Linked DNA regions of Mus musculus: region 1 is linked to region 2. A link is a contact called in public promoter capture Hi-C data. All regions are on one chromosome and are shown on one strand. Each heading gives the region's core, a stretch centred on a gene start, on an enhancer-like site or on the middle of the called end of the contact. The rest is flanking DNA. Distances are from core to core; before and after follow the strand shown. Region 1 holds the start of Qrich1 (glutamine-rich 1). Region 2 holds the start of Ppm1m (protein phosphatase 1M).

The links. Promoter capture Hi-C pulls out the DNA fragments that hold promoters and counts their contacts.
Region 1: a contact with region 2 is called in a promoter capture Hi-C map of pre-B cells, with 2.1 times the contacts expected there. The contact joins the promoter of Qrich1 here to the promoter of Ppm1m in region 2. A contact is called at or near these places in 1 of 39 promoter capture datasets (pre-B cells) and 1 of 484 Hi-C or Micro-C datasets (embryonic stem cells).

The regions. Positions count from the first base shown.
Region 1 is chr9:108,515,527-108,519,349 of GRCm38.p6, forward strand. Qrich1 (glutamine-rich 1) reads left to right here and starts at 1,561. Exons shown (of 10, transcript NM_175143.5): 1 at 1,561-1,714. Qars (glutaminyl-tRNA synthetase) reads left to right here. Exons shown (of 24, transcript NM_133794.2): 24 at 270-415. The coding sequence ends at 320.
Region 2 is chr9:106,197,083-106,201,197 of GRCm38.p6, forward strand. Ppm1m (protein phosphatase 1M) reads right to left here and starts at 2,151. Exons shown (of 10, transcript NM_026447.4): 1 at 1,888-2,151; 2 at 1,019-1,142; 3 at 660-914; 4 at 145-257. The coding sequence starts at 2,111.

The DNA.
Region 1 (3,823 bases), core at 311-2,810, 2.3 Mb after region 2:
AAGAGCAGTCGGTGCTCTCAACTGCTGAGCCACCTCTCCAGCCCCGGCCCTAACTTTTTTACTCTTCAAAGTAGCAGGCAAGCTTAGAGTTTGTCATAATCCTCATGAAACTAAGGCACAGCACAGGCATCTAGTCCTTTATCTGAAATTACAGAGTTATTGACAACCTTGGTACCTCACCTCCATGATACCTCACCTCCTAGGTGATGAAGGGGAAGTAAGAAGCCCGGTTCGGGGTTGTTGGTCATTTTTCTTCTACTGCCTTTCAGATTGTCTTCAACCGAACTGTCACACTAAAAGAAGACCCAGGCAAAATATGAACTGAATACATGTGGCCCTACCTCATCCTGGAGGCTGGGGGTGCCCTTCAGCACTCCACACTCCGTTTCAATAAAGAATAACTAAATCCCTCTGGCGTCTCTCTGTTGTCTGCCTTTCTAATATCTGAGGACCCTGGAGAAATAGTTTGTTAGCTGGCAGTGGTGGGTCTCATATGTCTTCTGGAAGAATGCACTTCCCCAGAAAAGAGCCAGCCACAAAGTCACTACTGCACTTGGTTCTCAAAGGCAGGTGCATGGCTGGAATTAGCTCAGCACTTACTATGATAAACCTGAGAACCCCAGAGATGCTGTTGCACAGTCACCAGTCCTATGGAGGGATCTAGGTTTGTGTCTTTGTGGCTAGAGATCAAGAGACACATGACCCCCCGTGTGATCATTTAGAAAAAAGCCCTGTCAACTATTTAAGCATAGTGAGATAAATCATGAATGCTGTTGTGGCCTTTCCAGTTTGGGGACCCCAGCAAACTCCCTGGATGTCTATACGGTGCTGAGATGAGATTCCTGGCTATGCTGGCCCTTGGATTGGACCCCGTCTCAGAAATTGACTTCTGAAGAATTTGAAGATTAGAGTTTGCTAGGACAGGAACAAGTGCAGAAGGCACTAAGGTTTGCCCCAGACTGAGGGCCCCCTGGGTTGCTGGGAGCTTCTGGTGAGGCTGTAGGTGAGTGCCTGCAGCTTTAAAGCCTTCCACATTTTCCCTGTATACAAACACTAGGCTACCCAAGGCCTGCTTTAAGGTGGACCTGACTGTGGCAAAGCGATCTCAGATGAGAGGTGGTGCTGGGGGTTCCTGAAGCTGTTTTCTCCCGTGCACTAACGCCCCGAGCGCTTCCCAGGCGCGGCACAATGGTTAAAGCTGCGCCCAGTTCAGGGGTTTGAAAGGGGGCCACCTTAACCACGAGGCCGAGCTAGGCCCGGCCCCGCCTCGCGTGGAACTGTGCAACTAGAGGAGGCGCTAGCGGGACACCGTAGGTGGCTTCAAAAAGCATGCTTTCAGACCCAGGGCAGGGGCAAAATACCCCTGGATGCTGAACCCCGGGCCTAAGCCCCGCCCCGCATGGAGGGGTGCCCATGGGCGTGGCGCTCCTTCCCACAACGAGGGGTACGCTCTCCACTCCAACCGGTTCCCTCTGTGGCTGCAGCGTTCCCTTTAAGCCTGGCAGGCAGCTCTCGCGGGATCCGACGCTCCGGTTCTCGCGAGAAGGGCCTTCGGCTCCCATTGGCCGTGAGGGCTGAATGTAAGATGGCGCCCAGGGAGCTGTGAGGAGAAAATCCTGTCGGTCTCGGAGCGGCGACGGCAGAACCGAGGCCCCGGGCGGTGAAGCGGGGCCGGCGGGTAGAACGGAGGCAGCGGCGGCGGTGACGTCGCCGGGTGAGGGCTCTGGTGAGGGCGGGGACGCAGCAAGGCTCTGGCTCGAAGGCGGCAGGCCCACCCTACACAACGGCGGGCGGGCGGGGGCGGGCGGGCCGCTGCCGCTGGGCCCAGGCGACCTCAGGGCGGCTTCAGAGCGGAGAACGTCCCTCGGCTCGCGAGCCTCCGCCCCACGGGTGGGGGAGGGGCGGGCCTGAGGGGCGGGTGGGCGCGGCGCACGGGGGCGCGCGGAGGCGCGCGCGCACGAGCGTGGCTTTTTTTTTTCTTTTTTTTTTTTTTCTCATTTTTCTGCGCGCGCGCGTGCGTTATCGTGCGCGCTGTGCGGTCCTCTCGTTGCGCGTAGCCGCCCGACGTGCGCGTCCCCGTTGGCTCTCAGCTGTGGCCCGTGGGCTAGAACGGCTTCCGGGGCGCGCGCCACCCCGCGACCCCCCGGTTTTGCGGCGCGCGCCCTGCTGTTGGTCGCTCACGCTGTCCGGAGTGCGCGCCGGACGCCCCTTCCAAGAGGAGGGCAGACGGGCGGGCGGGCGAGCGGCCTGGCGGACGACCGACCTGCCGACTGGGGAAGGTTGAGGGTTGGGCCCTTGTCCTCGTGACGTCCGGGGCAGCGGTGGCCTAGGTCTGCGGAGAAACATAGCGGCTTTGCGGTCTGGCTTGCGGCTCCGCTCCTCCGGGAGGCGGACAGGAGTGCTCGTACTAACTGAAGAATGCTGTTACTTAAGCGAGGCCCAAGGACTGGGTGGGTGCTTGGGGAGGGTGCTGCTCTGCTTGGGAAACCGAGTCCTGCTGGCCGGAGAGGGCATTGGGTCCCCATGGGTTTCCTCACCTTGTACTGGTGCTTTGTGCTGAGGAGAGAAGGTTACCATTACCAGGCCCCGCTTTTCTTCCATTAGAACCGATTCTTCCATAAGCGCAGTTGATACACGTCACCTCTGTGCGCTCCGGAAAGAGATCCTCCTCTGTATATGGTATCAAACTCTCGGAGCTCTAAAATTCCGCTTTAAATCCTCACTTAAATGCAGCCTCCCCCCCCCCTTTTTTTTTTCCACCTCCGCGTGGGTGGGAGGGGCTTGCCTTTCTGTTCTTGATAAGGGCTGTTTCTTAACCTTGATTAACTTGATCAATGCTTTGCCGGTTTTTTTCTTTGTAATTTCTAAAATGTCCAGCAAAAATTTCTAAAATCTGCCTGTCACTATAAAAACTATGTAACTGAAGTTCTTCTCAGCTTTTTTTTTTCTTTCCACATTTTGTTTCAGTGCTGTGATCTTCTATCTAGGAAATTCTAGGTTTGTGATGGAGAAATACACAGCTCTTTTTTTCTAAGACAAAACATCTGCTAGTTTATTTTTACAATTTTGTTACATTAAGCCTGAGGAAAAGCAAGCTAAAAGGATTTTTATTCCTTTTAGTAGCAACCAAACTTTGATAGTAATGACTTTTTTTTAATATACTGTATTTTTTTAAGAACAAAGTTAAAACTTAAAAAGAGGCTGAGGATGGAAGGAACTTCTTTGTTCTATCTTCTTCAGAATGTTAGAAGTCTTAAGAACTCAGGACAAGCAGCAGACATACATGCAACATGGTGACTGGTGAGTTAAAAATCATTCATACGCTGGAAGTATGTGTGCAGTCCGTTACCCCCCAACCCCTTGGTAATACTGAAACTTTACAAATCTTGTCATTCTTTCTTGGTGTTGTCTGCTAGAAGCTGCTACCTACTAGGAAACTGCTGATGAGGGAAACGGTATTAGTTTGTTCATTGGACAACAGTCCCTAAAATCGAAGTCAGTGGAATATTCATGATTAACATTGCAAAGCATCAGCTAAGAACCTAAATGGTTTTCCAAAACAAACAGAATACAACAACAACAACAACAAAAAAAAACTGTCCTCTTTGTTGAGGATGTGTCTGTGAACTTTTTGTACCATTTAAGCTTGCTTATTCTAGTTTACTTTTTTTTTCTTTTCTTTTTTTTAAACCAATGTTTCCATCAACTAGTATTTACCTGTTAGGTAACTTCTAGTTTTCTGGGATAAGGTGTTATACTTCTCCAAGATCTTACACAGTTCACATCATTTTACAAAAGCTTATATTGATGTCTCAAAGAAAGA
Region 2 (4,115 bases), core at 901-3,400:
GGCACCCTTACTGTTGGCTTATGCCAAGTACAAATCCATCTTGGCCAGCCAGTCCTCCTCATTTCTAACCCTCCTTTTATTGTCTCAACTCCCCCTGGTACCCTCCTGCCCACAGCCCTGCCTGCCCTCCAATGGTCCACTCACCTGCTGTCCCCAGCATTGGCCACATACAGCTTCCCTTGCAGGAACACCGCCACCAGGGCTGTACAGCCACCCACCTGTCCTGAGGCCTCCAGCTCTCTCCCAATCACATCATCCTGGAGCAAACCAAGGTTGGTAGAGCTACCACGCCACCACTTCCAGTCCCCTTACAATGGCATTCCCACAAGCAGGCCTATAGCATCTCAGCTCAAAAAGCTTGGCTATTAACTCTTGAATACCTCGTAAAGAGAATTGCACAAGGGAAGTGTAATTCAAAACAGGAAGAGAAACCACTGCCTGCACTGAGGGCCAATGGCATGTACAGGTGAGCAGTTAGCACACAGCAGGAACTAGATACATGGGAGGGGTAAGCTGAAGACCATGGGGCTGTTACCAGGAAGGAAGGAATCAGCAACTTCTCCACAGTCCAAGGAATGGTGACTATGGTGTGCCCTTATACCTGGACTTCTTTAAGTCCCTGGGGGGACATGTCCCTTCTCCCCATAGGCCCCACTCACACATTCCTGGAAGGCGTTCTCCAGAGCCCCGATCACCAAGTCTTCTGCCTGGATCCCCTTTTCCTCCACGAACTGGGGGTCACTGGGGCAGACACAGCGGCCACTGAGGTGCATGGGGGGCTGAGGGGCTATCATGCCTTCAACCACAGCCTCCAGCTGCCGGCGAAGGCAAGAGTGCAGGGTGTTGGCAGCCAAGATAGCTGCAGCAGGGCCACCATGCCCATCAAACAGTGCCCAGTAGTGACCCGTCAGGAACTGCATAGGAAGAGCTCTGTGTCAGGCACCACCAAGCTTCCCCAGATGTCCCCCTGGCCCAGCCCGAACTAGGACATGAGACAGTAAGACAAGGCAGTGCTCACCTCCTCTGGGCACACCGTCAGCCACTCTTGATGTTCTTCGATCCCAAACTCACATCGCCGGATGCATAGCTTCCCGCAAGCAGCCTGGTCTTCGTTGAATTCAGATTTTTCTGCATTGATAACCCTAAGGCCACGAAATCAACCATGATGTCTCATCTATGTCATTGTGGGCACAGAGACTCCACTTGGGACAACTGCTTCTTGGTGCTGCGCCCTGACACACTTGGACAACTTTGTGTGTGTGTGTGTGTGTGTGTGTGTGTGTACAAAGGCCAGAAGTGGCTTGCCCTCCTCCTTAGTTTTTGAGACAGGTTGGTCTCTTACTAAATCAGGGCTCATTGATTCAGCTAGAATTTCTGGCCAACAAGTCCGGGAGTCTTCCTGCATCTGCCTCCGGAGTGCTAGGATTTCAGGCCCCGACTGGCACTCCCAGCTTTTTAACAAGGTTGCTGGGGATCCCAACTCCAGAGCCTCATGCTTGTTCTGCAAGTTTTCTAACTGTTCGCTGGCTTGCCCCTTTTAGAGTCACTGTACTGGCCCAGGGTTTGGGAAGTCCCACCTCAGTCCCTACCTTATCCCACAGAGCATAGGCCAAACCCTAAGTGAGGTGCGAGGTGGGACATACATCTGCAGAGGCCAGAAGAAAGGAGGGTCCAGCCGGGTGCGAGCCCTCCCGGGGACCTCCAACCTTCTCAAAAGAAAATGCCAAAGTGAGAAAAAGGAGAAATGCTGTCAAGGTTGAAGACAAGAAGAAGGTTAGCGGGGATGTGCACACCCCGTCGGTTTTCCAGGTCAGCACAGAACCAGACGGGATCAGGCAGAGGGTCTGGAGGGAACGCGGGGGGGGGGGGGGGGGCAGGGACACTCACTCTGCGTAGCCTGCGTTCCAAGGCAGTGTGCGGCCCCGTGCTGGGCTGCGCACCGGCCGGGCATCGGGGCGGCGCGAGGCGTCAGTGGCGCCCGGGCTGGAGCCGGAGCCGCGTAGAAAGCGGGGCCGGTGATAGGGCACCGGGCTGGAGCGCGGCCCGGCTGGCCGCGGCTCTGGAAGTGGACCCCCGGGTAGGAAGCGGCGCCGGAACCAGCCGGCGGACATTGCGTGGCGGCCGGGGGCTGCCCGCGCACGGCGGGACACCAGGGTCCCGCCCGCCCGCCCGCCACTGGGAGGAAGCGAGCCTGGGGGTGGGGCCTGGGGGTGAAAGAGGCCACGCCCCATCCCGCCCATCGGCCCCTGTGTGTGCGGCCAGTTTCTTTGGCCTTCTGTAAGAAGGAGATGTGGTCACATATCCCACTTTACAGGCAGGATAACCGAGGCCTAGCGAAGTGAAGACGCCTGCTTGCGTCAGAGTACCACTGAAAAGGCACAAAGGCTCACCCGCACCTGTGGGACTCGATCCTCTGAGAGTGGAAGCCCTTCCCCTCTACTCTAGGAACCGTGGAGAGTCATCCAGGATGGGTGCTGGGCAGGCGCTTACAACAGAGCCTTGCCCTGCTAGCGACGGTCTTCCGCAAGGGGAGGACGGGGACAGTATGTCCTTGGAGGTGTAAGAGCGGGCTCAGAGTGCTCCAGAGTTCTATTCACCCTCGACCTCATCTTCAGAAGCCCGCTCCCAAATGTCTGCCCCTACAGTTAAGATGGCTTCTCGCCTGCGCAAGTGCCTCCCTGGAGTGTGAGTGACGGACAAGAGGAACCTATGGGAATTTAAGAGGGAGTGTAGCTCCTTTCTCCTGCTGGTCTAAGGTGCAGCCTTGGACTGAGGGAAGTGGAAATTTTCACCAACCTCTTTTGTTTTGAGAAGGCGCTCACCATGTCATCGCTCTGGCTCAGGATGTCCCTTTACCCCTAGATAGCTATAACTATTGGGGGAGAGCGCCTGTCACTTTCTGTCGCCTAAGTCTAGGTGCCCCTCTGCAAGGCCTCAATTTCCACTTCATAAGGGAGGACTCAGACCCACAGAGGGGAAGTGTTAGACGCCCAGGGTTCCCAGTATGACAGTGTAGTTGAGTCAGACCACCCCTCAAGCCATTTCGCTTCCTCTTTTTTCCTCCAGGAAACCAATTTAAAGTCTCTAAGGCCTAAGGATGGATGGATGAGGGGTTCCCTACCGTTGACTCTGCTCCTAAGCCCAGCCTAGTACTCACTAGGCCTCTCTTCCTTTAGTCAGTTAGCCCTGTTTTGCCAGCAGTTCCTCCTGCCCAAAGAGGAAGGCTCTTGGGAAACAGCTGCACCCCAGTAACTGGGGTAGGGGCTACCCTACTGAGCCCACCCAGTAACAGCCACACACTGGGAGTAGGAGGACAGTGTTAACAGAGGGACTGCTGAGCCCGGATGTAATAGTAGTTCTGATAGTGCCTGGCCCAGCTGTGAATGGGGACAAGGTCTGAGACACTCCCCACTCCCAACCCCTGCTTCCAACTAAGGAGGAGAAGGATACATATGATAAATCTTCCTTAGTTACTTTAGTTCTTGCTATAACAAAGTATCTGCAAAAAGCAACTACAGAAGGAGTAGCTTCCTCCATCACAGCAGCAGCAAGAGAATCGGGGATGCTAGGCAGCTGGTCATGAGAGTCTGCCACCAGGAAGAGGTGTGTTCAGACCCCAGCCCACAGCGGGTGCTGCTCACATTCAGGCCTGGTCTTCCCTCCTTCTTAAACTTTTTGGGGAAATGCCCTCACAGACAAGCTCAAAGGTTCCACACCTGGATAATTAATTTTACAATCAAGACCATCACCACACTGTTTTACATAAGCTTGCATTGCCTATTTACCCAGCCTTGACAATCACAATTCTTGTCAAAGTTTTAAAATGTTTGCCTACAGTAAGTAAGATTCCAGATACAGCTCAGTTTTCATGTATTTAATGAGTACGGACCAGGCAAGCAGCTCCTCATCGACTTGTGGGACAGCATCCATCTTTGTGGGTGGCCTGTTTCCTTTATCCAGTTTTCTACCTCACCACCTTTTTTTTTAAACCTCTTTTTTTTTTAAAAGATTTATTTATTTATTTATTTGTTTATTTATTTATTTATTTATTTATAAATTATATGTATGTACACTGTAGCTGTCTTCAGATATTCCAGAAGAGGGCATCAGATCTC